4 separate regions of the Gossypium hirsutum genome follow, and all the other regions are linked to region 1. The links are chromatin contacts, called in public Hi-C maps. All regions are on one chromosome and are shown on one strand. Each heading gives the region's core, a stretch centred on a gene start, on an enhancer-like site or on the middle of the called end of the contact. The rest is flanking DNA. Distances are from core to core; before and after follow the strand shown. Region 1 holds the start of LOC107887210. Region 2 holds the start of LOC107931520 (vacuolar protein-sorting-associated protein 37 homolog 1). Region 3 holds the start of LOC107948131 (probable 2-oxoglutarate-dependent dioxygenase SLC1). Region 4 holds the start of LOC107949238 (RING-H2 finger protein ATL52).

What was found. A called contact is a pair of places that touch in the nucleus more often than the background predicts.
Region 2: a Hi-C map of leaf shows a contact between it and region 1, with 2.4 times the contacts expected there. The contact joins the promoter of LOC107931520 here to the promoter of LOC107887210 in region 1. A contact is called at or near these places in 9 of 34 Hi-C or Micro-C datasets (callus, leaf and seedling).
Region 3: a contact with region 1 is called in a Hi-C map of leaf, with 1.9 times the contacts expected there. The contact joins the promoter of LOC107948131 here to the promoter of LOC107887210 in region 1. A contact is called at or near these places in 4 of 34 Hi-C or Micro-C datasets (anther, leaf and petal).
Region 4: a Hi-C map of leaf shows a contact between it and region 1, with 2.0 times the contacts expected there. The contact joins the promoter of LOC107949238 here to the promoter of LOC107887210 in region 1. A contact is called at or near these places in 5 of 34 Hi-C or Micro-C datasets (callus and leaf).

The regions. Positions count from the first base shown.
Region 1 is chrA04:64,141,015-64,147,741 of Gossypium_hirsutum_v2.1, reverse strand. It overlaps LOC107887210, which reads right to left and starts at 2,273. Exons shown (of 10, transcript XM_041111059.1): 1 at 2,125-2,273; 2 at 1,873-2,008; 3 at 1,122-1,347; 4 at 898-1,021; 5 at 200-288; 6 at 42-84. The coding sequence starts at 1,915. It also overlaps the pseudogene LOC107887212.
Region 2 is chrA04:63,140,680-63,147,375 of Gossypium_hirsutum_v2.1, reverse strand. It overlaps LOC107931520 (vacuolar protein-sorting-associated protein 37 homolog 1), which reads left to right and starts at 1,301. Exons shown (of 8, transcript XM_016863430.2): 1 at 1,301-1,606; 2 at 1,818-3,480; 3 at 4,624-4,848; 4 at 5,120-5,207; 5 at 6,163-6,202; 6 at 6,297-6,343; 7 at 6,439-6,559; 8 at 6,646-6,696. The coding sequence starts at 3,467.
Region 3 is chrA04:63,593,186-63,600,177 of Gossypium_hirsutum_v2.1, reverse strand. LOC107948131 (probable 2-oxoglutarate-dependent dioxygenase SLC1) reads right to left here and starts at 4,308. Exons shown (of 3, transcript XM_016882598.2): 1 at 4,150-4,308; 2 at 3,189-4,059; 3 at 2,554-3,111. The coding sequence starts at 4,052. The coding sequence ends at 2,866.
Region 4 is chrA04:63,437,765-63,443,961 of Gossypium_hirsutum_v2.1, reverse strand. It overlaps LOC107949238 (RING-H2 finger protein ATL52), which reads left to right and starts at 2,415. Exons shown (of 1, transcript XM_016883980.2): 1 at 2,415-3,227. The coding sequence starts at 2,415. The coding sequence ends at 3,227.

The DNA of each region.
Region 1 (6,727 bases), core at 1,024-3,523:
TACTGATAATTTTGGCATGGCTAGACAAAGCCTATACTTACATCCTCAAGCATTGAAAGATCTCTTGCTGCATTAATCCAAGCACTGAAAAGAAATTAGCTAATATTTAAGATCATATAATGAAAAAATCCTGTAGAACAATAAAACTTTCACAGTTCTAGGATAGAGGCTACATTAGCTTACAATGGGGGTACTATACCTGTCATGTTTTCCATAAAACTTTACTAAAACATGTTCCTCGGTTTGTTGGATTGTTGAATCAACTAAAACGGACCTTTTTTCAATGATCTGTAATGTCAAGTAAGAGCTTTTAAGAGTACTTCTGAAGAGGGGAAAAATTGTTCCATGCAAAATACATATCTGAAGAGAACGAGAAGTTTCAAGTCAAAACTGAAATTATCTAATGGAGATGGGAAAAAGAAGTTTTCCCAGGCTAAGAAAGTTACAGGTATTAGTCAAAGACACTTAAATGATTAAACCTGCTGTTAGCTGCTGTACTTTAGTTATGCAAAGTTTCTATCTCCATTAGAAAAGATCAGTACAAAAGGGTTTCAGAAGTGAAAGGGTTAGAACTTCATTTTCCAAGTTGAAAGCCACTGATATCGGGTGAAAGAATTTCAATCCATTCTGCATAAAATTAGGTATAGGATGATCTTTGAAGAGAAGTGCCAACAGGCTTCCAACAATTCTTTTCCCTTTTTAATTACAGAACATGCACATCAACAACCAGAAAGCAAAAAATCAACAAAAATGAAGGGAAAAAGTGCAAATCCTACAATCAATATATATAATATATAACTGCAGCTATGGATTCTGTCACGCACATGACTGTATATACAAAACAAAAAGATCATCTACGTCATATTTTGAAACAACATAAAAATAACAGTATCTTACTTGAGCAGGCCACCACACTTGGCAAGCTGTTTTGGCCCATACCGCATTTCCTGGAGTTATGCAAACACCAGTGCTTCCTCTAACTTGTAACTTCTTCACATCACTCTTTTGTTCCACTACGTTCCTACTTCAACAAGAAAAAAGGGATAAAGAAAGTTCTCAAGTAAATAAAGAATATAACATGAAAGCAACCATAAGAAAACTGCCCATAGCATTATACATACTGGACCACTCTACCACTGCATGGATCACTAGCTGTATCTGGAGCAATTGGTTCAGCTTCTAACGCCGGAAATTCATAGAAATTTAACACAAATCTTGATCTTTTATCACACGAGCCACTGAAAGCAATTGAGTCATCCACTATATTTCCATCCTGTTTATCATCGAAATTAGTTAAGGTTACACTGGAAGCTTCATCTCTATCATAGGAGCACTCTTGTAAGGAACCTGTGAAACAGTTACCAAGATTAAAGGTTACAGTTCTCCAAAATGCTTTTGTGCATTGCTAACTATAACAGTCTCTCTATCTTGGAAGCAGAACTTCAAAGAAAGTGATAACAGACTGAATGAATAATCATACAATACACTTAAAAGAACTTCAGAACCTAACAAATTCTGCTCTTATCAAGTTGTTATACAGAATTATCCGTATAAATTAAGATCATTATGCAAACAGAACAAGTGGCAAATACATAATTATTCATAATGGATGCACTAAAATTTACGACGTTCAATATTTCTCCTCAAATAATATCCAAGATATACATTTAGGGTCATTTACACCGTAACAATTACCCAATTCACAAGAAAATTTCATTCTTTGAGGAACAATCCTTCCTCTATAATCAAGAGTAACATAAAATTTGTGACTCCAGCAACATTTAAACATACCCAATTACACCAAAAAGAAACGAAAGGTGATAGAATATGCGCAAGAGAGAGAGAGAGAGAGAGAGAGAGAAACTGAAATACCAGAAGCGGATGGGGAAGCAGGGGAAGAAAAAGAGGAAGGCATAGGTTCAGCTTTCCTGGACTGCTTACTGAAGTTTGGAGCATTTTCAATTTGATTCAATCCCTTTACCTTTTGCTTCTTCTTCCCGGGTGATTTCTTCTTTGCCATTGATGTAGACAGTTAGGCGATTGAGGGGGGAAAAAGGGTTTCCAAGAGGAACCCTAGAATTAGAAAATAAAAGAAGGGGGGAGAGTCTTAAGTCAGGTGCTTACCAGTTACAACGTGAGAAATTGGGCTGAAATGGTCCACGTTTCGTGTCTTTTATTTTACTTAGCTTTTTCCAACTCTGTTGCTGTATTCAATACTCTGCTGTCAACCAAAATAACAGTTTTTTTTTCTGGATTCAACTTAATTTGATTCATTCAGGATTATTTAACAACAGGACTTTGCATTTATTTAGTTATAGTTTAGCGCTGCAAATAAGAATTATTACAATGCCTGAATTGGTAGAGTTATAAAGGACAGAATGTAACATTGTAAGCACTTGCCCCACTGCATTTGTATATTGGAGGATCGTTGTCTCCCGGATATGTATGTGCCAACTGACAAAGTTCCTTAAATCTTTTTGAGAAGTCATTAGGCTGGCAAGCCTGCCCTGTAAGCTTCCGGTGCAACAATATTTGGGATCTTTCAACGCATCACATGGACTATTGCATCCCACATAGGCTCGATTTTTGTTTATAGCCACCAAGGATGGAGGGCACACATCTCCCATATCCTTGATGCAGTCGACAACGGGGCACACTTCGGACCCTCCAACCAACGTGCCACCAATCGGTTGAATTCGGACTGGCACATTGAACCCATGGTTCAGGCTCACTTCGTAACAGACCACATTCTGGTTAATGTTGAAATTCAGGAGTGTCTCTGGTGGTTTTGGTGGTGGAGATTGGCAATCGACCGAGCCAGACCCGCAGTCTCCGGTCTCGCAAGTAAAATTAACTTGGGAAGCATCGTACGAGCATTTCGTCCGTAACCAGAGGCTACCGGTCCAAGGATCTGGCATGGAGAATATTTCCAATGTGCCTGGCCCCCTCTCGGGATCACCATCGCCAACGGAAGGACTGGCTGATAGCCACACTGAGAACGAGCATTCATTGTCAAAGTTGAAGGTTAAATCAGACTGCACAAATTTACCTGTAAATTTAGATCAGCAATTAAGATGTCAGTCTCTCTACTTCAAAAATCCATGCAATTCAAGTAGACAAATCTTAATGTTTATCAATTGAGTTAAGCCTAATTTGCCATTGATACTAACAAAAAAAATATGATAATAGCAACCTGAAATAACTAATACGAGGACAAGACTGAAAATTGCTTTACTGCCCATTGAAGCTTGAACCTTAAGTTTTAGATGGATATATACAATTTACATGCTTTAGAATGGGGATTATATACAAAACAGCTATTTATTCTTGGTAAAAACAAATAAAGCATAATTTTAAGGTATCAAATTAAAAATTCATAATTTTATTAGTGGATTTTATATTAAAAGGATACCTTAAGTGTAAGAGGTAAGTTAACCAATTGAAAAGAAAATTCATAACTTTATTAGTGGATTTTATATTAAAAGGATACCATAAATAGAAGAAGAAGACGAAGAAGAAGAAGCATATCTTTTACATTAATTATGATTTCCCCACCTGTTTAAGTTCATCTTATTTTGTATCCAACCAAATTTATCTCTTTTTTTTTTCTTTTTTTTTTCTTTTTTCTTTTGAGAAAACCTAAATTACTGTGGTCCTTAATTACCAAAGAAATTACTGTGGTCCTTTGACCCCAAAAAAACAGGGTAAAAATACACTTGCATAGACAATAATTATTTAGCCATACCTGTTCCATAATATTATATAATGGAATAGTTGAACAAAAAAAATTTACTATATAATGGAATGTTGTGAGAAATATTATTTTCCAAGTTATAATTCTAGAATTATATTAACAATTAGAATATATTAAAATTTACCGTTACCTTATAAAACATATACAATAAATTTAAATCGAATTTATATGATAAGATATAAATTTTATTGAAGGTGATTATTTACCATGGAATGTTTCACTCCCTCAATGGAATGTATTGTTCTTGTGGGGGGTTTGTCTTCTAAACTCCAAAGAGACCCAAAGGGTTCACGGAATTTAGAGAGCACATCAGTTGATGTAGATATAACCTGCAATCTCACAAGATAGAGTTATTTAAGCCTTAGCTGATGATTCGATCCCCTATAGGTGTATCATGCATAATTAATATTTCACATAATGCTAATACTTACCCTATAAACTTGCAAATCGTATTTATATCAATCGAGACGCTCATTAAACTCTATAAATCTCTTTAGACTCTTTTCAAAATACAAGAGACAAATCACCTCACCAAAACATTACTTTAAAATAAGAGACTTCATTGCAAATACTCATAAATAATAATATTGTAGAGAACTAATCAGAATTAATATGGAAATAAATCTCCTTACATATTTGAAGTTTTTAGGCAACTTCAAAGGTAAAAATATAGGGTAAATTATATCTTTATTGATTCTAATTTACATAGAAGTATGGGAAAACCCGAAAAGTATATCTCATTCCCACCCATGGAAGCAAAACGACATTTACGTATGAGATTGTAAATGACTAAAATCTGGAATACCTATGGTGTCTTAAAAGGAAAAGAAAAAAAAAGAAATTAATAATCTTTTTTTATATCTAATAACAATTATATATATAATATATTTAGGGTGGGTTTAGATGGACGGTGTGTTTGTCTACGGTTAATATAAAAATAGCGGTGACAATAAGATTAAATACTGTAACGATACTGTAATGTGAGACAAAAAGTAAACTAAACACACCGCACTACACCGTACCGTTTATCGAAACCCACCATTAGTCAAATCCACCAAATCAGTTTACAAATGCAAAAAAACAGTAAACTATGTGTTAATACAATAAAAATGTCTTTTGGTATATTTTTCATCTCAAACTATATATTGTAATCGATGGGCGTCAAAACTACCAAATATAAAATCATATACTCTAACTTAATTAAATAGTAGTATAGAGTAATAGGGTCGATTCCACAGGGACTGGATTACTAATTTTCTTGTTTCTGTGGCCAACTGAGTCTAGACAGTTGTCGTGCCCTCAACCTATACGTGCAAAATTGTAAAATAAATGAAAGAGGGAATTTAGTTGATAGAGAAAATAGAATAAACAATAATATAATATAATATAATATAAATGGATTTGAGATTGCAAAATAAAATTAAGTGAATTAAATCAAATTAGGGAACTAAATATATTAAAATTCAGCCTCAGCCTCAGCCTCAGCCTCAGCCTCAGTATGCTTCGAACTTGAACCGATCCTTGAAAAATAGTTTTTCCCTTCCAATGAATAAGTTGGTTATAGCGACCAAGGACGCCTCAACCGCCAACTTTCCCTCTTGTAGTCGATTCCGGTACGACCTGCAAATCAACCATTGTCGAATTTCCAACCACGTGACACGTGCCCTTAATTTAATATTTCGACAGCTTTGTGATCTAGAAAGCCCAACTTGAATTAATAGCCATAACCGCGTGGGTCGTTTAAATCCGATCACTGTCTCCTTTGATGGAATCCAACTAGCTTTTTTCAATTGAACAGGCCAATTTGTTTGCAAGAATTCGAGTACAGCATGACCGAATAAACTTCCCAATTGTATGCCAAACTATTCCAACCCAAAACGCGCTTTGAGTTGAAAATCAATCAACTTTAAAGGACGAATTTGTACTATCTTATATACCAAAGAGATAGTGAATACCGAATTGAAAAGTTTTTAGTATGGGCTCATATCTCACGATTATTTTGTCAGAGCGATAACCAGGCTAAAGCTAAAAGGGACTTACCTAAGCATGAAGTTAATCATGCTAGTTGGTGTATAGAAATGATATTTAATGGAATTGGTGGAAGGTAGAAAGGGAGAAGGGCTTAGGATTACTCAAAATGTTGAAATGGAAAAAAAAATGAATGGCTGTATGCTAAAACTTACTGATGTAGAAATGAAGAAAAAGAAAGGAATTGTTTTATTCCAAAAACCAAGTGTGTCCTCAAGTATCGCCAACACTAGGTATCACCAACACATTTTTCATGCTAAATTTAACATGTTTATCCTAAAAAATATCAACTAAAAATTAAATTTTAAAAATCAAAATTTAAACTAAAGATCAAATTCAAACTATTTATAGAATTTTGGAAATTTAAAAAATAATCTGATTTGAACCAGATAACCACTAATTCTTTTAATTCTTCAATTTGACCCTCCTTTTTGCTTTTCGTTCCAATTTAGTCCATTTTGTTTGATTTTGAACTTCGGCACACCAATTTCATCCCTGATAAAAGAAACACAAGTTTAGTAGTATCTTATTCAAAAATTAGTCAAAAATAAATACATTAAAAGCAGAAATTTAATGTGCTATCAAATTCCCCCTACTTAGCTGATGCTTGTCCTTAAGCATGATGTTTACTAAAAATCATTCGATAATCTTTTTCGAAATCAAACCCCCTTCCTCAGTCAAATGGTAATGCAAACAATTAGGTGAATAAAAAAGAAGTAATTGCTAGGTTCAATCAATAAGCATTTTATAAAATTTCAAACATTATGTTAAACTCAACTATTTCACTAAATTTAGGCTTAATCAAACTTGTACAATAATCGTACTCAATATTATTTATTTATTTATTTTTATTTTTATATATTCGAGACATAGTCAAATCTTTTTGCACAAAATGAGATGACAACCCAATCACCTCACCCCGATTACTCGATTCGACATTTTTTT
Region 2 (6,696 bases), core at 52-2,551, 1.0 Mb after region 1:
ATTTCTCGAACTCCCAAACACGAAATATTGCCTTATTTTGAAAAACTTTCAAATAATCAATTTAAAAACTGGCTCCAAATGGTTAAGAATAGGAATGAGCCGACCAATACCAATTAAAACGTTGGAATTTGAGTCCTGATGCTATGATATAAAAAAACAAAGTTACAAACATGGAATACAGATTAAATATTATAAAATTAAATAACCGTAATATGAAATTTGAAAGGAACGAGTTTGGGTGCATACGATGGCGACATATCATACATCATACAAATGCCGACATTAATATTCGAAGGCTAATGAATTAAAAGTAAATTTTAATGAAATATCAAGCTTAAATAACATGCAACAAGCCTTAAAATAAATAAACAAATGAATGATATACAAGAAATGAAATTTGGAATCATCAATATGCAAACAAACAATTATATATAAAAATCTTGAAGTAAGTAATATATATGAAAGTTTGAAATAGATAAAAAATAAACATAAATAATATATGAAATAGTAACATATAAACAAAATCTCAAAATAAATAATAAAAAAATAGTAAGTGATATATGCAACAATATATGTTAATCTAAATAAATGATATACATGAAATAAAAAAAATTCAGTGTAAATAAAGTATATATATAAATACTAATATATGAAAGTTTTTAAAATAAATGAAATATATAATTTATGATAGGGTCCTTTAAAGAAAGAAATTATATATATAAATAGATTTAAAGGAAGATATATATACATATATATATACACGTAAATACATTTAAAAGAAAATATTTACATAAAATAATATGAAATCAATAATATATATTTTGAATAAAAAATAATTATGTAAATGTATGTATAATAGCATTAAATTAAATGTCATGTAAATCTTTAAAACATAGAAGAATATAAAGGAAGATTTAAAAAAATAGTAAAATAAAACAATTGAAAAAAAAACGAAAATGAATGTATAAAATGACAAACTAGAACAGTGCAAAATCAAGAAGACAATTCAAGATGATATGTTAAAACAATCTCTAAAGGATGAATAATAAATAAATTTTAAAAATAAAAGGAGTAAAAAACACAAGCTGATGATAAAAAAAACAAAAAAAAACCAATTGAAATAAAAATAAAATTAAAAGGACAATTTACAAATAAACAAAAGTAATAAAACAGAATTAAGGATTTTAACATAACGCATACAAACAAAAAGGAATTAAAAGCACAATTAACCCAGATTCTTGAACGCAGCGCTTCAACGTTGACCAAACTGTAACGGTGCATAAATCCCAGGGAAGATTTGAAAAAACGAAAGTCATACAAAAATGGCCTAATCAAATGAGGACACAAAAACGAGGAACCAGTTGTGAAATTTACCCATTTAGGGTGAAAATGCACAAATTCACCCATTTAGAGCGCCGTTTGATTTGTTTCTTTTTTAACCAAAAAAAAAATCATTAAAACTCATTTACTGCTTAAAAACAAAGGATATTCCATCTTTGAACCACCCCTTGTTCTTCGACAGATCAAAGAGAAGCAGCTCAACCGCCATTTTGAGCCAAGCTTCGATTTTAGAGAGGGCTTCTCCGGGCCACGTCGGTGGGTTCAGGTAAGATCTTTCTCCTTTTCCTTTTTTATATTTTCGTATGTATGGAAAGAAATAAAAAAACGAAAAGAATGAAATTTTATGTATCTTTTGTATTTCGTCTCCCCTTTTACAATGATTTTGTTTCGGCCTTTATAGCTGAAAAGGAAAAAAAACAAAACAACTTACTCCTATTTCGTTGCACTTTCTGGTACTGCTTCCTATTTTTTCGTAGGTATGGAGGCGCGAGCGTAACACCTACATGGAGCGAACGTGGAGGCGCGAAATGCGGGTGTGGTGTGAGGGTGGAGGCGGCGCCGGCCAAAGGGAGTGCCTAAGTGCTAGGGTTTGCTGTTTCTGGAAAAAAACTTTGGGCCATAGTATTGGGCTTAAGGTTTTGGGTTAGTTTGGGGTTTGTATTGGGTTTGTTATTTAGTGACTTGGGTCGGGTAATTTTGGCTCATTACAAAGTTAATTCAATTTAATAACAAGAGTAATCAATAACTCAATCCTCCATTGATTCATATAAAATATAATATTTTTCTTATTCACAATTTCAATATGATATCCATAATAGTGAATATATTTGAAAACTAATGGATTAATCATCACAAATTTTGTACTTTTTCAATATTGATATATTAGCTTTTCTAAAGCTTTCAACTAATTTTGTATTATCAAATATTGTAATAATATTTGTTTGTTTCAGTACTGAATAAGATAAATATTTTCTATCTGTAATGATAGAATTCATTACTACATTCTCATATATTTCTTCGAAGAATATTAACAGAAACAAAATATTTGAGCATACAATAAAAATTATATTCACTTTTAATATTAATATAAAACTTAAAAGATAAGTATTTTAAAAAAAAATTAATTGTATTATGTATATAAGCATTCTAAAAAAATTTTTAATTTCCTTTCAAAAATTTTATTTTTATTTAATAAATTATTCTCATTAAATTCACATTCGCATAAAACATAAATTAATTTAAAATTTCAAAAGAACTTCTATAAGTAAAAGAATCATGGAATTTATTTAACTACAAAAAATAATATAAGAGTTAAATTAAACAATAAGGAACTTTTTTAATATATTAGTCAAATTATACATTAATGAAATCAGAAGATGATGATCCGATCCCATTAAAGCTTAAAAGAAAGTTTCTTTTTCTGAATTTTCCAATTTTTTTTTAAAAGATGTAATAGGTTATTGTAATTTTTATAAATTTAAAATTTAATCATTTTAAGTTTTTTTATTTTATTTTTTTATATTTTTGAATTTACATCTAGTTATTAATACTGTTATTTTTTTTGTTAGTATAAAAAATATAGTGTTAACAATTCGACCTGAATTTTAAAATTTTAAAATTAAATAGATTAAATTTTTAAAATTAAGAACTCATATGATGACCTAATGATTAAAGGTGCTATTGTCTCAATGTGACTTGAGTTCAAACCGTACTAATCGTGTTCGTTGTTCTGTTATTAATTTTCAAAAAAAAAGTTTTCTAAATATAAATTTTAAATTTATAACATATTTTAAGATTAATTGTTTTTCAACAAGTTTCTTCTACTCAGATGCTTCATCGTCGGTGTCCAAAACCAATAATAACCCACCAAATGTACCTAAAACTTTTTTTTTTTTTAAGAACTAAAAAAACTTTTGTCTCGTTGATTTTAGACCTCCTTAAATATAATCTCTTAGACTCAGTTTCTTTTTAATTAAAAATCCGAAATAATATTTTCTTACTCTGTAAGGAACAAATAATCTTTTCTTCGTCTACGACTCTAACGCTGTTTTTCATTTTTTTTTTGGTTTCTATTTATTGGGTTGATTGATTATCCAACGATCAACAAGCCACCCGCTTGCGAGCTATGTTCAGGTTCTGGTATGTTTTCTTTGTTACCTCTTTAATCTCTCTTGATTTATTTGGATTATTGGATTCTATTATTTCGTTTTTTTTCCGATTCAGCCTTATTTTGAGGGGGGGGGGTTTCTTATATAAATTGCCTGCGAATTTGACTAATTTCACTTGGATTTGTGACTTCGATCGAACTTTCTTCAGAATTTCTTTTTATTAATATAATTGTGGGTTTGCTGGATTTTGGGAAATTTGTTTCCTATTAATTCTTTTTTCTTTGGAATTTTAATGTGTATTGTATTTTTAGAATCACCGTTTCCTTCCTTTTGGGCGTATTAAGAGGCTGTTCGATCATCAAAGAAACTAAAATTTGTGCTAAAGGAAAGCTGGGTTATTATATTTTTTTTAAAGTGATAAACATGTTTCAGAAACTGCAGCTAAACCAAAAGTGTCCGCTCTTCTTCCTCCTTTTGGCTGTTGTATGAAATAGAATAAATGTGGGATTTAGTCGGTAATATCTATTTTCATGAAGTTGGATTTCAGATGAGCACATCTTAATTGCTCATCATGGTAGGGCAAGTCTAAAGTGTAGACATGTTTCATGATGCTGGTTTTACATAGAGCATCTCTTAATTGCTCATCATGTTAGGGCAAGTCTAAATTGTGGACATGTTTCATGAAGTTGGGTTTACATAGAGCATCTCTTAATTGCTCATCATGTGAGGGCAACTGTGGACATGCTTCATGCGTTTTTGGTGCTATTACTCTGTCGTTTTAATATGCTCCGGCAGTATATGCGCCTTATGTTGGATTATCTCAATAGGGGTAACTCTGTCAAATGGTCAATAAATTGTATCATTGTTTAATACCATTCCTACTACTACTACTCAAAATCCCAAACCCTTAAATCAGAGGAAAATACAATCTTAAGTGCACTTGGACCAACGTTTTTCGAATTGCTGCAATAGCAACAATGTCAAATGAGAAAATGGCATTTCTAAATGCTGTGAAGCCACTAAAGTTGTGTTGTAGTTGTACTTGTGCAGTAATGATCAAAAGTTAAAACTTGATAGCGATATTTCTAACTTCAGCTGGAGTTTTTTATTTTTTTCACTCACATGCTTTGTGACATTTATATTTGGTTGCACTAAAATTTTGATCATGATGCAGGGGTTCACAGGAGCAACAAGCTCAGCCACGTCCACAAGAGGGTTCTTCACATTCTTGGTATCCTCCTCCTGGTGTTAGCTCCACAAATTCTTCCCGGCCTTCAACGCCAGGTAGCAGTGCATCTAACAGCTTCAACTTACAGAGGCCTTCAGAAAGGCCACATTCTCCCTCGCAAGTTTCACCCTCTGAAGCTGCAGGAATCATTGCTCTTTTAAAGGACAAAAGGTTAGATGTCTGGTTTTTGCACTCCAGTCCACCTTGCTATTGGCAAGGAAATCTTCATTTCCTTCTATGAAAGAAATTTAAGATTCTTATTCCTTATTGCTTTTGTGCTTTACTAATGATCGATTATGCTCTTTTATTCATTTTATCCATCTTCCCTTTTTTATTATTTGCATTTGTGGCTTCTTAAATGTTGGGTACTTACAGAAGTAAAAATGCTTGTTTTAATTAATAGCGCATCTTGCAACTCCTAATCACTCTCTTATTTTCTTAGTGTTGATGAATTACGGAAGCTTTTGTCTGACAAGGATGCTTACAATCAGTTCTTACTATCAGTTGACCAGGTTAAAATCCAAAACAATGTGAGTAGTAAAAAATTGAGCTTATTTTATTTGATCTCACCTTTTCAAATGAAGAATTATGCTCTTTTTGTTTTTCTTTCTTTGCGCCTTGTCATGTGTTCTTGGCTTGTGGATCTCTCCTCTAGTCTCAAGTCATATGGTTTGGCTTTAGTCTATAGCATAAACTAGTGTTTTGATTAACTGCTGAGTTTGATGAGATAGCCTATTGCTAATCCTAAAATCAAAACATTTGGGGGACAAGGGATGAGCTCAAACTCGAAACATTTGACTGTTAAGGGGTCATTCAGATTATTGGCTTATACTGCCGGTTTTTTGTGCTGGTATTATAGAACTATCAAGATTACCAGCTTAATAGTAAGCCCCCAGGTGCATAGCAGTAGGGAGCTAGGTTCTTATAATGTGTTTCTTTTTGGAAGTTAGTGGTGCTTTTTCCTCTTTATTAGGGATTATTCCACAATGGTTGTTGAAAGATCTGCATATATGCTGCCATGCACAGAATTCGACCAGATAATGTTCGAAGCTCAACTCTAAATATTGAGTTAATCCCCCCCCCCAAAAAAAAGAAAAAAAAAAACAAAACAAAACAAAAAAGGGAGAGGCAAAGATGTTCTCATGGTTGTGTTGGTCTTGGAGATAATCTTATGTTTAAAAATAACTAGTATTAAACCCATAATCTTATGTTAGTTAACCCTTGTTTCTTTCATTCGGGTGTGCTTAAAAATATCAGCACAACTCCACTAACTAGAACCTTTCTCAGGGTTCAGTTTTCATATTAATTGTACACTGTTCCAGTTGCTTGTTGGTATTATGATCTGGTTGCTCTTTTAGTAATCTGATGTCTATGAATGCCATTGGATCCGGGTACAGAAGCATGCATTGAGAAGACCTTGTTTGTCATTACCATATATTTCATCATTTCTTTCACTTCTTACTTTGTTTTTATGACTTTTATCAGATAAGAGACGAACTTCGGAAGGAGACTTTGCAGCTTGTAAGTGAGTTCTATGAATCTTTGATAATTATGATAGTGTCAGAAGCTTCATAGATAGAAATGTGCTTCATGCTGATTTTTATTACCTTAATAAACAGGGAACAATTTGGATAAAGAACCACAAATAATGGAACTAAGAAACCAGGTCAGATATCCAGAATATTTTATATTCGTCTTTGCCATTGATTAATCTTATTAGAAAATCAACTGTAAAACTTTTTGTTCCGTTTTTGAAAACAGTGCAGGATTATCTGGACAACAGAGCTTGCCGCAGCTTTGGAAAAACTAAATGATCTTGAGAGGCAGAAAGAAGAGATCCTGAAGTTCTACTCCCCAGCATCGTTTATCAACAGGCTTCAAGGTAAATGTTAGTGAAAATACCCGAAGGCTTCGGCTCAAAATCATTGATAATAGAATAAAATAGGGTGGTTTCCTTCCTCTTTGTAGATGCAATGAATGAGACAGATAAGGAATCAGAAATGGTGAACAGGCAACTCC
Region 3 (6,992 bases), core at 3,059-5,558, 550 kb after region 1:
ATTGTATTTTCTTTTCCAAATTAGTATAATCAACTGTTGTCATTTTTGCTCCTCGTTCTTGTTCTAGTCAATATTGATTGTTAGGTTCATTCCAGAAGCCTTAATTATGTGAAGCCATATTAGAAGACTGACTGTAGACCAAAAGAAAAAAACCCAGTGGTTAAAGTCTTTCGACTAAATGTAGCTAACAACATCAAATTAAATGAATGGTAGCCATGAGTGGCAAGCATGTCGAACTCGGTAGACCAAGCTAAGCTAAGTCATTACTCTTCGCCCCAGCTGGTCCAAAGTCAAGAAAACATGTTGGCCTACACTACATATAAAGTCATGCATACAACCCCTTCCAAGCCACCACTACGTAGCATGCTATGCCGGCTTGAATTGACCATTCCCCCCCCCCCCTTCTCCCTTTACTACACTTTCAAACTTCGGTCTTTGGTCTTCAAACACATGCAAAGTTATATATATATATATAATCTTTCAGCATGTGTTCTTGTGGCTAATAAAAAGATATGTTTATTAATAAACCATTCAAAGTTTAAAAGGAATATAAATATATATGGATTTATAACTTACTTTACATGAAACCTATTACGGCGGAAAGATTTGGAAACCAATAATTTAAAATATTTAATCTTCTCATATACATGTATCTAATTGTATTTACTTTGTACAATCTAACGATTAGTATATACATATATCATTTTCATAGATTTCTTATACGATAAGTTCCACCACGTGAAAAGAATGGGTCGGGCAATTGAAGAAAACAGAAAAGAAAGGGATAAATTTGTTTTAAACCCATATTTCCATAACCAATTTTCAACAGAAAATTTCACCAAATTCTACTTTTTAACGATCAAATGTTTTATAAACTTTCTAAAATAATTTTGATGAAATTATGCACTTTCTAATAAAAGTATTCATCAGCAAAGTCATCCCCTCTTTCCATTTAATTAATTTCGATTTGTAAATGATTTCGATAAGGTTGAGTTCATAATATTAGGGGTGAGTATTCGATCGAGTCGAGTCGAATCGAGTGAAAAATTTTCGAGTTAGTCGAGTTGACAAATTCTATTTTAGTAACCAAACTCAATTTGAATTTTTTTCGAATCGAATCGAATCAAATTGAGTCAAAAAATTTCGAGTCAAATAGAGTCGAGTTAACGAATCCTATTATTTATACTTAATGTTGCTTTTAGATGGATTGATTATTTAACTAGTAGACGAAGTGCAAGATTATTTAACTACATGAACAATATAATGATTTTTCCTTTTAACTTAATGGGTAAACATTTATCAAAACAACGTAGTTTTACCTTTTAACTTAATTATTTTGAATTTTAACTTTTAAAAATGTAAACATTTATCAAAACGATATAGTTTTGTCTTTTCTATTCGAATTTTCGGATAACTCGAATTGTGTAATTCATGTTCGAGTTAAACCAAAAAACTAAATTTTTTATTCGAGTTAATCCAAATAACTTGAACTAATTAATTCAAATTTTGAATTTTTTATCGAGTTTTTATAATCAAATCGGATTTTGCTCACCCCTACATAATATGTCTTGTTTTGTATAAATTATATGTAAATTTTCGGTATAGATTTTATGTCTCATAATTAATTTTGTCCAAATTTATTTTGAATAAAATTTAGATATATTCTGATTATTAATCTAATCATGTTTTGTAATAATTAATTATGATTATTGATATTCTTTTTAATCATAATTAAAATACGTATTTATCAGTAATAACAATGACTAATCTTTTAATAATGGATGCTCATGATTATTGTTATTTAATCATTCTTTTGATATTTTTTAAATATATATAATTCGGATTTTAATTCAAGGCTTCCACTTGAATGTTGTTGTAATGATTTTTGGGGTTCGGATTAACAGTGTTTAAAATAGCCTATTTATTTAGCTTTTTTCCTTTTTTTTTTTTGCTATTAGGTAATTACTAACATTTTATATACGTTAATGAGTTTGTTTCAAGACAAAAAAATTAATTTACTTTGGTTTAATGTGTAATTTTATATATAAATTTTAATTTTGTTTAATTTTATACATAAAATTTTGAATTGATCTGATTATCATAAATTATGAACACAATTATTAAGATAGTATTATTTTATATTTATATATTGCATGTACAAATAATTATATTTATCCAATATAAAAATATATTGATATATTTATTTTTTTAAATGTGCATGATTGATCAAAATTAAAATCTCATGTATACGTTTGAAATGCAATCAAGGTTTCATGTGTATGATTACACCAAATTAAAGTTCATGTATCAAATTACATATTGAAACAAAGTTACATATAATTTTGAAATTTTTTGAAAGAAAGAATAATTAAAGTAATAAAAATCAGAAAAATATCATTTTAATCTTATAATTAACGAGGTTAAACTACAAATCCATTTACACAGTAATTTTTTCATCTTGACCATAATGCATAAACTTAGTAATAATAAACATTATTTAATTTATTTTCACTTATATCTCTGTTTTTGTAAATTTGGGTGAAAACAAGAGAATTAAACCAATTAAATCTTTCGATATTATCCATGCTTATGAATACATTTTATTATGTTTGATAGTACAACTCCCCATTTGTCTTTGGTCTTTATTTCTGGAACCTAGCATTTATAACGTAGAGTAAAGGCAGGCTAAGGTTTTTTTTTTTTCTCACATTATAGTAGACCTAAAGAAAAACAAAACAAAATATAAATTCAAATTCAAATTAAACAATATACATGCATTTCAACTAATACTGTCTACCTAATAATTAATTGGTAATATGCTATAACAAAAGTCAACACACATTGTTTTCTTTCCAATTTCTGGGCTCATGTCAATTTCCTAGACTCCAAGAAATTCTTTTTCTTGGGCTCACAAGATGAAATGTATTCAAGGAAAGTGGCAAAATCTGTATCTTTATAACGCCGTGGATTTACTTGGTCAATCAGTTTAGGTGATGGTCCAACCATGCAATTGAAAGGCAGACTGTGCAGTGAGGCCACCGATAGTCGTGGCTTTGCTGGGTTCACAAATACTCTGTGCAGCACACTTTTGTATCTTCCGTTGCTATATATCTGCAAATAACGCAAACCAAACTCAGTAATCATATAACATAAGCCACGTTGCTAAATGAGTTGAAATTAGAGGTCACCTCAAGGTGATCACCGACGTTAACCACGAAGGAATTGGGCATAGGTTCAACAGTGATCCATTTGCCTTTGTATTGGATTTGTAAACCCTCTACTTCATCCTGGAGAAGAAGGGTCAAGAAACCGTAATCCGAGTGTGGTGGCATTCCTAAGGTGAGGTCAGGTTCAGGGCAGGGAGGGAAACAGTTAACCACCATTAGCTGGCTTCCATCATGGAACTGCTTTAGTATTTCATCATCTTCTTCTGTCTTTTCCTCAGTGGTGGCACCCCACAGGCCCAGGCTCTCCAGGATGGCCTCCGTGATCCTTATAAACAACCACTTGGTTTCTCTTGCGTAGGTAGCCGCCACTTCCCTGAAGTCCATGGGACAGGATGGCCAATGAGGGAGAACATCCGACAATGGATGGCAGACAAGCTTTAAGAAATCTCTCCAACAGAACACTGAATCTTTTCTCTGGTTTAAGCTAGTCCCATATCGAACAGGCGAGGTCATGTCGGATGACATGTACTTTGCTCTTTCCTCGTACGGGAGACCGAAGAACCTGGTACTCACATCGATCATGCTTCTTATAGCTTCAATGGGGATACCGTGATTCACCACCTGAAAGAATCCATATTCTTCGCAAGCGGAGGAGAGGGAGTTGAGGACTTCGGACCGATTCGGGCCTTGTAATTCAGCAAAATCGATTACAGGCAGTTTAAGACTAGACTTAGTTGCATTTGGATGCTCTTTATCTACTTTGGGTCGATCCGAAACTGGCAATATGTACTTGTTGGGAAGTTTGCTAACTCCATTTTCGAAAAGATGCTTCACTCCTTTCTGGAACTCATCATCGTTAGTTAGTGCCATTGCAGAGGGACACATGAATTCCCTGTTCATAACAACAACCAAAAATAATTCACAATATAAGTTAATGTTTGCATATGAATATGAGAGAAATGAAGAAAGACCGAGTACCCACCTAATAAACAAAGGAAATGGAGCAAGTGGGAGGGAATAGGGATGTGAATGAACGAGGGGGGGGGTTTGGAGTTTGATGTATTTATAGGAGAGAATGGAGGGAAGGGAAGACTACAGAAGCAAGTTTTGGGGAAAAAACCGGATTCGGATTTATGGATCCCAGGAACTGACTGCTTCCATTATGTAAACCAAAACCGTTGACAAATAATGAGTCAAAATCATAAAGGAAAGTAAGGACTACAAAATTCTACGTAATAATTAATCAGTCAAATCATCTATTGCCTTCTCATTACTATTAACTTGGTAATTTGTTTGGTTTTACAACTTAAAGAAATTCTTTTATTTAATATAAATATCATTATCAAATTTTAAATAGTAAACTTAATTATATACTATAATCTATTTAATTAAATTCACATTTAGACAAATAATATAACTCTTTCTCATCTGTCTCATGCCTCTGACTTTTTGCATGCAGCTCATCGCAGTGGGGTCCCTTTCCTATCTTCGCTCACTACAAATGAATATGATTTCTCTTCATTTAGGAAATTTTTTATTTTGAGTTTGGGTTTATTCTTGGTCAAAGAACAAGTTATACCTTTAATTATTACCACACCACTAGTTTTCTCTGTTAAGAGCTCAATCTTATGTCTAACTTAAAGATACCTATGTGAAGAAATTAAATTAGAGATATGTTTTTTCAACCATTTACAGCATCACTTGTGATTTTAACCTTTCATTCCTAAGTTAGATCGAATTTCTAAATAATTTAATATTATTTTATCTACTTATAAAATTTAAACTCTAAACCTATAGATGGGTTTGGTATCCATATTCATATACGAAATCGTACAAGCCTGTGAAGCTAATAAATATTGTATCGGTGTAAATTGACTACTCTCCCTTTTAATGGTCCCCTAAGAAAAAGCCCATCAAGTTTTGGATTCGATCGACACAGCTACAATGCGTTTTGCTGGCTGTTGTTTTTGCACACAAGTTCGAAAACAATAAAACAAATGAATTTACGAATTATTTTCGAAAATTCCAAAACAAAACACGACGACACATAAGCTTACAAAAAAGGGAGAAAAAGGTTGTCGACATCAAAACATAGAGTTGACAAGTTGTGGTATCACTTATTTTAATTATTTTTCATAACATACAATATAAAAAACTTGTTTCGCATTGATTTAAACTAAATTATTTTACAGACATATAATATAAACTCTATGAATTACAAATACAGTTCATGCTCGTGACTATACGTAGGATCAACCGATCAACCAATAAGCAACTCATTTACACGTAAATTTCGTCAAAATAGCAATGGATTATTAATATATAATTAAGAAACCACTAGGGTTTATGGTTTACAAGTTTGATACAGTTATTTGATGGACGCTCATCTCCTTGTTACGCTATACATACTTTTGACCATTTTTTTTTGTGAAAATATTATTTTAAAATTTTGAATTGGAAATCAAGTTTTTAAATTTGTTGATGAAGGGGGAAGGGATTAAATAGAGCTTTTTCATATCTTGAAAAGATAAAAGTACAATTTTATCAAAGATTAATTTATAATTTAATTATTTCTAAAGAAATTAAATTGAATATTTTTAATTTCAAGGGCAAAGCCATTGCCAGCTCCTGGCTTCACCTTTGCGGTTAGTAAGGATGAAACCAGAAATATTATGAAGGGGGATAAAATTGAAGTTTGTAGATTATACAACGATCCAATTTTTATTTTTTATTTTTGAAAGATTGTGCTTCAAGTTCAATTTGGATGGACTCTGGTGACCATTTTCACAATTAAAAGAAATTAAATTTTGTTTTTATATTAGTATTTATATATTTCAAAATTAATTTAATTAAAAATATTTTTTATCATCCAATAGTAACTCAAGTTGGGTTGGTTCAAATAGATATTTCAATGTCACTTTAATCTAATTAAATTAGGCTTTATTTGATAAAAATGTTGAAAAATTTTAATTATTTTCTTATTCTATTTCATTTAAAATTATATTATCATTATTAAATAATTTAATTAAATTCAATATTTAATTTTTAATTCAATATTTAATTTTTAATGATATACTTAACAAATTTTATAAATTAAATTACGCAATTAATGGTCTTGCGACTTAACTAAAAAGTTGTTGACAACAATTATTTTTCAGTATTTATTTTTTAATATTTAATTTTTTAGTTTATCAAATATATAACTTGACTACGTGTATAAGAGAATATGGCATGTGAATGGAAAGCTTAATATCCAATTAATAGCAAATCTGTTGTAATTAGCATAAAATTAATTGATTTTGTACTAGAATTTTGATGTAGTCGTAAACCAACTAAAAATTTGACTAAAACAAGAGCACCTATCAATTAATAGTATAGCTACAGTGAGTAAATATATCGTTCCCACTAAGACTAAAAGTACTAGTAATTACCATCTTTCTATTATTTAATTGATAAATCCGAGTAGTTAATTAAAACTAAAATTAACTATGAACGCGAAAAAGAACAAGTTAGGAAAATAAACTATTAACAATCAAGAAGTGAAATAATACCCAAGAAAGAATTCACCTAGACTTCATCTGTCATTATCAATCCAAATTACTCAATTTCTTCACTTAGTATCTTGATCTGAAGAAATCCCTAAATTATGCTAATATCTCTCTTCAATAATAAGAGCAACTGACTCTATGTTGATTAATTCAAATTTCTTTCTAATTAAAACCCCTATTATCGCATTAACTCAATATGTGGATTCCCATATTAGATTTGACTCTAATTCAGTAGATTTATATCATCTTATTTCTAAGATTGCATGCAACTCCACTC
Region 4 (6,197 bases), core at 1,166-3,665, 700 kb after region 1:
CAACTCGGTTCGAACTCGAAATTCAAAAAAAATTTGAGTTGACTCGAATAACTCGATTAACTCGAATAATTCGATTCGTTTAACTCAAAATTTGAATTTTTTTCGATTTTTTTGAGTCGAATCGAATTTTACTCAATCGTAATTATAATCAATATAATTTCAATAAAGTTAATTAAACATAAGATAATTATTTACAAAAGATTTACAAAAATCTTACGATTGCTCTAATATTTTAAGCTTGTATCGACACTTGTTGACTTTAAGCAGGACTTAGTACATTGACATGTTTTTAACCATAGTGGTCTCATCTAATCTTTACATAATAATGAAATGGTTTATACACGTCCACCTATACTTCTATGGCACCCCAAAATTCTTATATCATACTTTTAATTAACATAACACTTTATGACTACATAATTACAAATCCTAATTTCATGAAATTTCAAACTAAGATTAGAACTATTAAACACTTAATTATAACATTAGTTTCATGATTCCTAAGCTTACTAACTTAGGATGAGTATGAGTATTCATATATTTATCTCGTTGGATGCTCTACAACTCTAAATCAAGTCTTCATAAGCTTTATTCTACCATAAATAGAGCTTGAATATCCACTAATCATTGTCTACTCATTTTTCATAAATAAAAAATATAACCAATGACTAATATAAATTCATTCTAAGCTTTCTCATGACAAACCATAGCAAAAATCAAACCAATATGGGTGTAGGAAACCATTTTTTTTTACCTTATTAGAACTTTCTCTCTCTAGCCATGAATTATCTCACTAAAAACCAAGAAATTATAGGTTGCCATGGCTGGACATGATGAAGAAAATGAGCTTAGGAAATTGATTTCATGAATATTTTAATTTTATCTCAAGATGGGAGGTAAAGATTTTAAAAGAAAATAAAAAAAATGGGAAGAAAATGGAGAGGAAGAAGATGAGGGCAGCCATGGTTGCTTCTGTTGGTTGAGAAAGAAGAGAACTCTGTTGATAGGGGTATTTTCCAATTTAAAAAGAACCCCGAAAGGGCCCAAGGCCTTGACCCAATTTTTACAAACCTAACTTTGTGAAATTATGGCCGGATTCATCAATAAAAGGTTCTAATGATTCAAAATAATTTTGGATATCAAATATAATATTGAAATATTATTGTCATAATTAAGTTTTAAGAATTGATCAAACTATCCTTTGTGGCAAAATTATTTTTTTATCTCTTTTTGTCAAATTTAGATTTCTTCTTAAAATTTGATAGTTAGAACAAATCAAGTTCATAATTCATCAAAAATATTTATAATAATTCTATGAGTAATAAAAATTGTACTTTAGCTCTTTTTTCGATAAAATAGAAAAATTACAATTCAATCCCTATAATATTTAAAATTTTTAAATTAGTCTCAAAAGTGATTTTCATTCCACCGAATCATAGTCCAATTTATTCATGATAACTCATCCATAATAATTCATATTTTTCCACTTTTGGGTAATGTTGCACAATGGTCCTCATACTTTTCAAAATTTACCTTATTTAGTTCTTTTTATCACATTTTTATTTTTTAAATTCTTTTTATATATTCTCAACTCCAATATCAAATTTCTTTTACAAAATTTCTAATTTGAGTCATTCAATATTTTTTTTGATATTCGAACCCAAAATCCTACAATGTGTCATATCAAAATTTACATGACATTAGATATGTTATCTTAGAATAATTATTTTTATCATGTATTCTTAAAAGATAATTTACTCTGCATCAATCGTTTAAAATTTGTTGTCTATACTTTTATTACTACTTAAACTAAAAAGAAAATATATTCAACTTTCTATCTTGATCCATTAAATATGTTAAATTTATTTGAGAAAATTGAGAATACTTTTTTTCATATATTTTAAATTTGAATTTCCAAAATGTTATTTTATTTTTACGAAGCAAAAAATTATTTTGTGATATGTTATTTATTTGATATTTAAAAACTAAATAAATTATTCATGAATTCAAATGTTAAAATGTTTAGGAAAATATTTATTACTCAGTTTTCTGGTGTCATTATCTAACGTAGGCCATATTATCTTAATTATTATATCTTAAATAGGGTGGTAGAATAAAATAATATGTGAATTGTGATATCATCATATCCTCAAACGTAATCATACTCTACCAGACAAGTGACACTTGGCCAATTACATACCATACACGTGGGCCACTATCAAAGAATGCCACTTGTAATCTCTCAAGTCTTCAGCCTCTCTTGAGAGAAGACCAAAGTGTTTCAGCTGTTTTAAAAAACACTACAATTTGTCCATTTTCTTCAGCTGCACCAACTGCAAACTCTCGTAAACCCATCTTTTTAAAGTTACCACCACAAGTTGTAAAGTTGAAAGAAGACCTGTAGATGGTAAATTATGGATCCTGCAAATGGTGCTCAAGATTCAGGGTCCTTTCTGACTCCTTTGTTGATTTCCTTGGCCGGCATAGTTGCCACTTGTCTAGCACTAATTGTATACCATTTTTTACTTGTCAAATACTGCCTGAGATCGGGAGATAAACCGGATGATGCTACAAATCCCTCCATACCAACTGGGCTTCAACAAAAAATCCTGGGAACAATTCCAATCCTGCCTTTCTCCAGGGATAAAGATGAAGAATTGGGCACTCATCAAATTGAATGCGCTGTTTGCTTGGGAGAACTAAAGGAAGGGGAGACTATACGCTTGTTGCCAAACTGCAGGCATTTGTTTCATGTCCCATGCATTGACAATTGGTTTTTGGCACGTTCTACCTGTCCTATTTGTCGAACATTTGTAGAGTATTCTAGTTTAGAATCGCCTTCGGCCAACCATATTGGAGGAGAAAGGGTTCCGGATTTGGCTCGAAACATCGGACAAGGTGGCGATCAGGCCGCATCAACGTCCGGGGTTCAGTTAAATACTTTGTTAAGACATTGTGTGCCCCTGGTGTTCCCTAGAGTAAGTAAAACACATGTGATTACAGGGTTGAAGGGATCCTTGTCAATGGATCAGTTCCACATATACATTAACTTAATAGATGACAGTGGAGATGCTTCTTCTTCAACATCAAAGATGATTTTGTGGAAGAGCAATTCTTGTAAGGCCCCATCTATGAGACAGTTGGATCGAATGTCTTCATTGTTGAGATCTTTCTCACAATTGCGAGTAGGTAGGAGTAGAACCAGTTATGGAATTCTTCCTTACTAACATGATGTTTGGAAACAAAAATTTTGTTGATGCTTTCGGTTGCTTCCATCATATACTAGATTAATTTGAAATTTTACTTCATCCAGGTTTATAATCCTAAATCATGTTTATACTCTGTTTGTTAACTTTCCAAGCCATATGTTCGGAAATAATAATAAAAAATTCTAATATGTTGCCACATGCATTCTGGCCAAAATTCTAAACTAGTTTCTACAATTTGAAACACTCTAATTAAGATCATATCCATCAACTTCTTTCACTAACACAACGCTAGCCTGCATTAATTTTGGATTTAATGTAACATACTTAAAATATGTTAGATCTACTTTATACATATATGTTCACCACATTGACAGCTTAGACAAAAAGTTAAAAAAAAGAAACCATGTCTTTAAAATTTAGGATTATTTTTTTAAACGCATCATATTCAAGTTGCTCATTGTAAGTATAAATGCATTTAAAATTTGATTCACATATTTTGATTATGTTTTAAATCATATATGTGAAGAAATTTAACATCTTAACTAACAATTAGGCTGACGCTAAGACTTGCTTGAAGCAATGGTTAAAGCTATTGTTTAGCACTTAGACTAAACATGTTCAAATTTTGTCATTTTTCCTCCCCTTCCCCTTCTAATGATAAAAAAAAAACACTAATAGTTAGGTTGACAAAAAACCTAATTGATATTGTACTAATAATTTGGAAACCCAATGCAATGGTAAGGTACATTGTATACCCAAATAGAGAATGCAAGTTTAAACCTTGATGAAAAAATTGTTAAGAGCGACAACCATGAACCTTGAATATAGACCGTAAAACGAACATGGAAGATACCAAATAAAAATAAAATGAAAACCCAATTTAAAATTTTTGAAATTATTATACAATTTAAAGGGATACGCCATTTTTAGCCCTTGAACATGACTATTTTTCCCAAGTTGATGCCTAATGTTCTTTTTTTTTTTTGGGTCTAGGTTGGTACATGAACTCGTATTCCATCAAACACATTACCCATTTTTTGTTATGGTGTAAGATTGTGAAAACATGACACTTTGAAATTGTGCTACATTATCACTTAAAAACTAAATTAAAAATATTTAAAATCTAAAAAATTATAGAAACTATAACACCCTGTACCCAACACGATTGTCGGGTTCAAGCTACAAGATGCCACATTCGTTGTCAGAGCAACTGCGATAAAAAATATATTCAATTTATACCATTATAAATTTAAATACGAGTAATACATGCATATAATACATTATACAATCATTTTTTGGTGTTACACGAGCTTACGAAATCTCTATTACTAACCCGAGGTCAAATTATGACCAAATTGTAAAATTTCAAAATCTAGGGTTGACATCATGACTTCGAGGATTCTTCAACATATTGACTAGGTCTTGTTATGGCAACAAAGGTTCAACGTTGCGATGTGACTGTTTGTTTGCAAATGGTTCAAAATGGCACCAACCTACACTTACCTAAACAACAATTCACATTTCTATTTACCTTTCTAGCCAAAAGCACATGTTGCAAAAGTTCAATTATATATAATACTACTTTATTCACAAATGTACCAATACCATGCAATCATTTCATCAATGCCATACAACCTATAAGCTAATTTCATAGTACAACCATTCAAAACATTTGACATATATATATACATATTCAAATAGATCATAAACATATCAACTAATTTATGCATTTCAAACCTTGTGACATACCCAAATTCATAATCCAACCTTGTGACCATTTCCATAATACCAGTTCTAACTTCACAAATAAACATAAGCACATATTGTGTCAAAACCGACTCAACTTAGGCACATACCATGTATTTAACAAAATAGAACTATACAAACATTGTTGAGTCAAGGATCTCTGGCTGGATGTTGTCGTGACGCTTATTATCTCATTCATTCTTGATCGACCCTAGGGCTCGTTTTTAACTCATTTCGTATGATCTCTCACATGCTGTCGAATATTGCATTTCATTTGTATGCAATTATTCCGAGTCAATCACGTTTCATTTTACTTTACCATATAGCCAAACCATGTTCATATAACCCTATTAACCAGACACGAACATAGAATCGATAAATGGATCTGTCACCCCAGCTTATCCAAAAACGATGACTCTATATGTACAATCTACCACATTAGGTTGCCCGAAAATGTTGGCTTCCAATCAATATCCAGACCCTATGGCATGCCAACTATATCCAAACTAGCTCGAACAACTAAAAGGGTAACCAATTTTCTAATTTCGTTAAATATTTTGATTCATGATTAGTCATTTTCAATTCATTAATATTTCATCAAATCATATAACAAGGTTCAGCTCAATTCCATATCCAGTAACATATATAAATTAATTCATGCAAATTCTATTCTATTTAATTTAGTCCACTATCTTGATATTCAATCTCAAACATAGTAATTAACTTTAAATAATCATTGTCAACTCACCTCGAGGTCATATTATGCAAACATCATAAATATACAACAATTAACTTAATCTCGAATCATAAAATTACAAATCGATATCTCGCGTCACTTATCGACGGTCATTGCTTTTCCTTTCACTCTCAACAAACTGGTGTCTACGAATAATAATTCAATAATTAAACAATATCAATTTTCATTTAATTCAAATTCAAATACAAATCCAAGCACATTTTGCAATTTATTCAATTTAATCCCTAAACTCAGGATAATCATAACTTTCGATATAGAGCTTCGGATTAAAATCTGATTTCACATTTACAAATTAGGGACCTTATACTTTCTATTCCTACCGTAATTTCATAAAATATTTTCATTTTATTCAACCTGGTCCCTAATGTAACAAAGCTAACAATCAAGCTTGTTAAACTTTCAATTTAGTCCTTTTCATAATCTAAGCTAAATTTCTATCAATTTCAAGCCTCATTCCTCAAATTCTCAACAACGAAAACTTATCA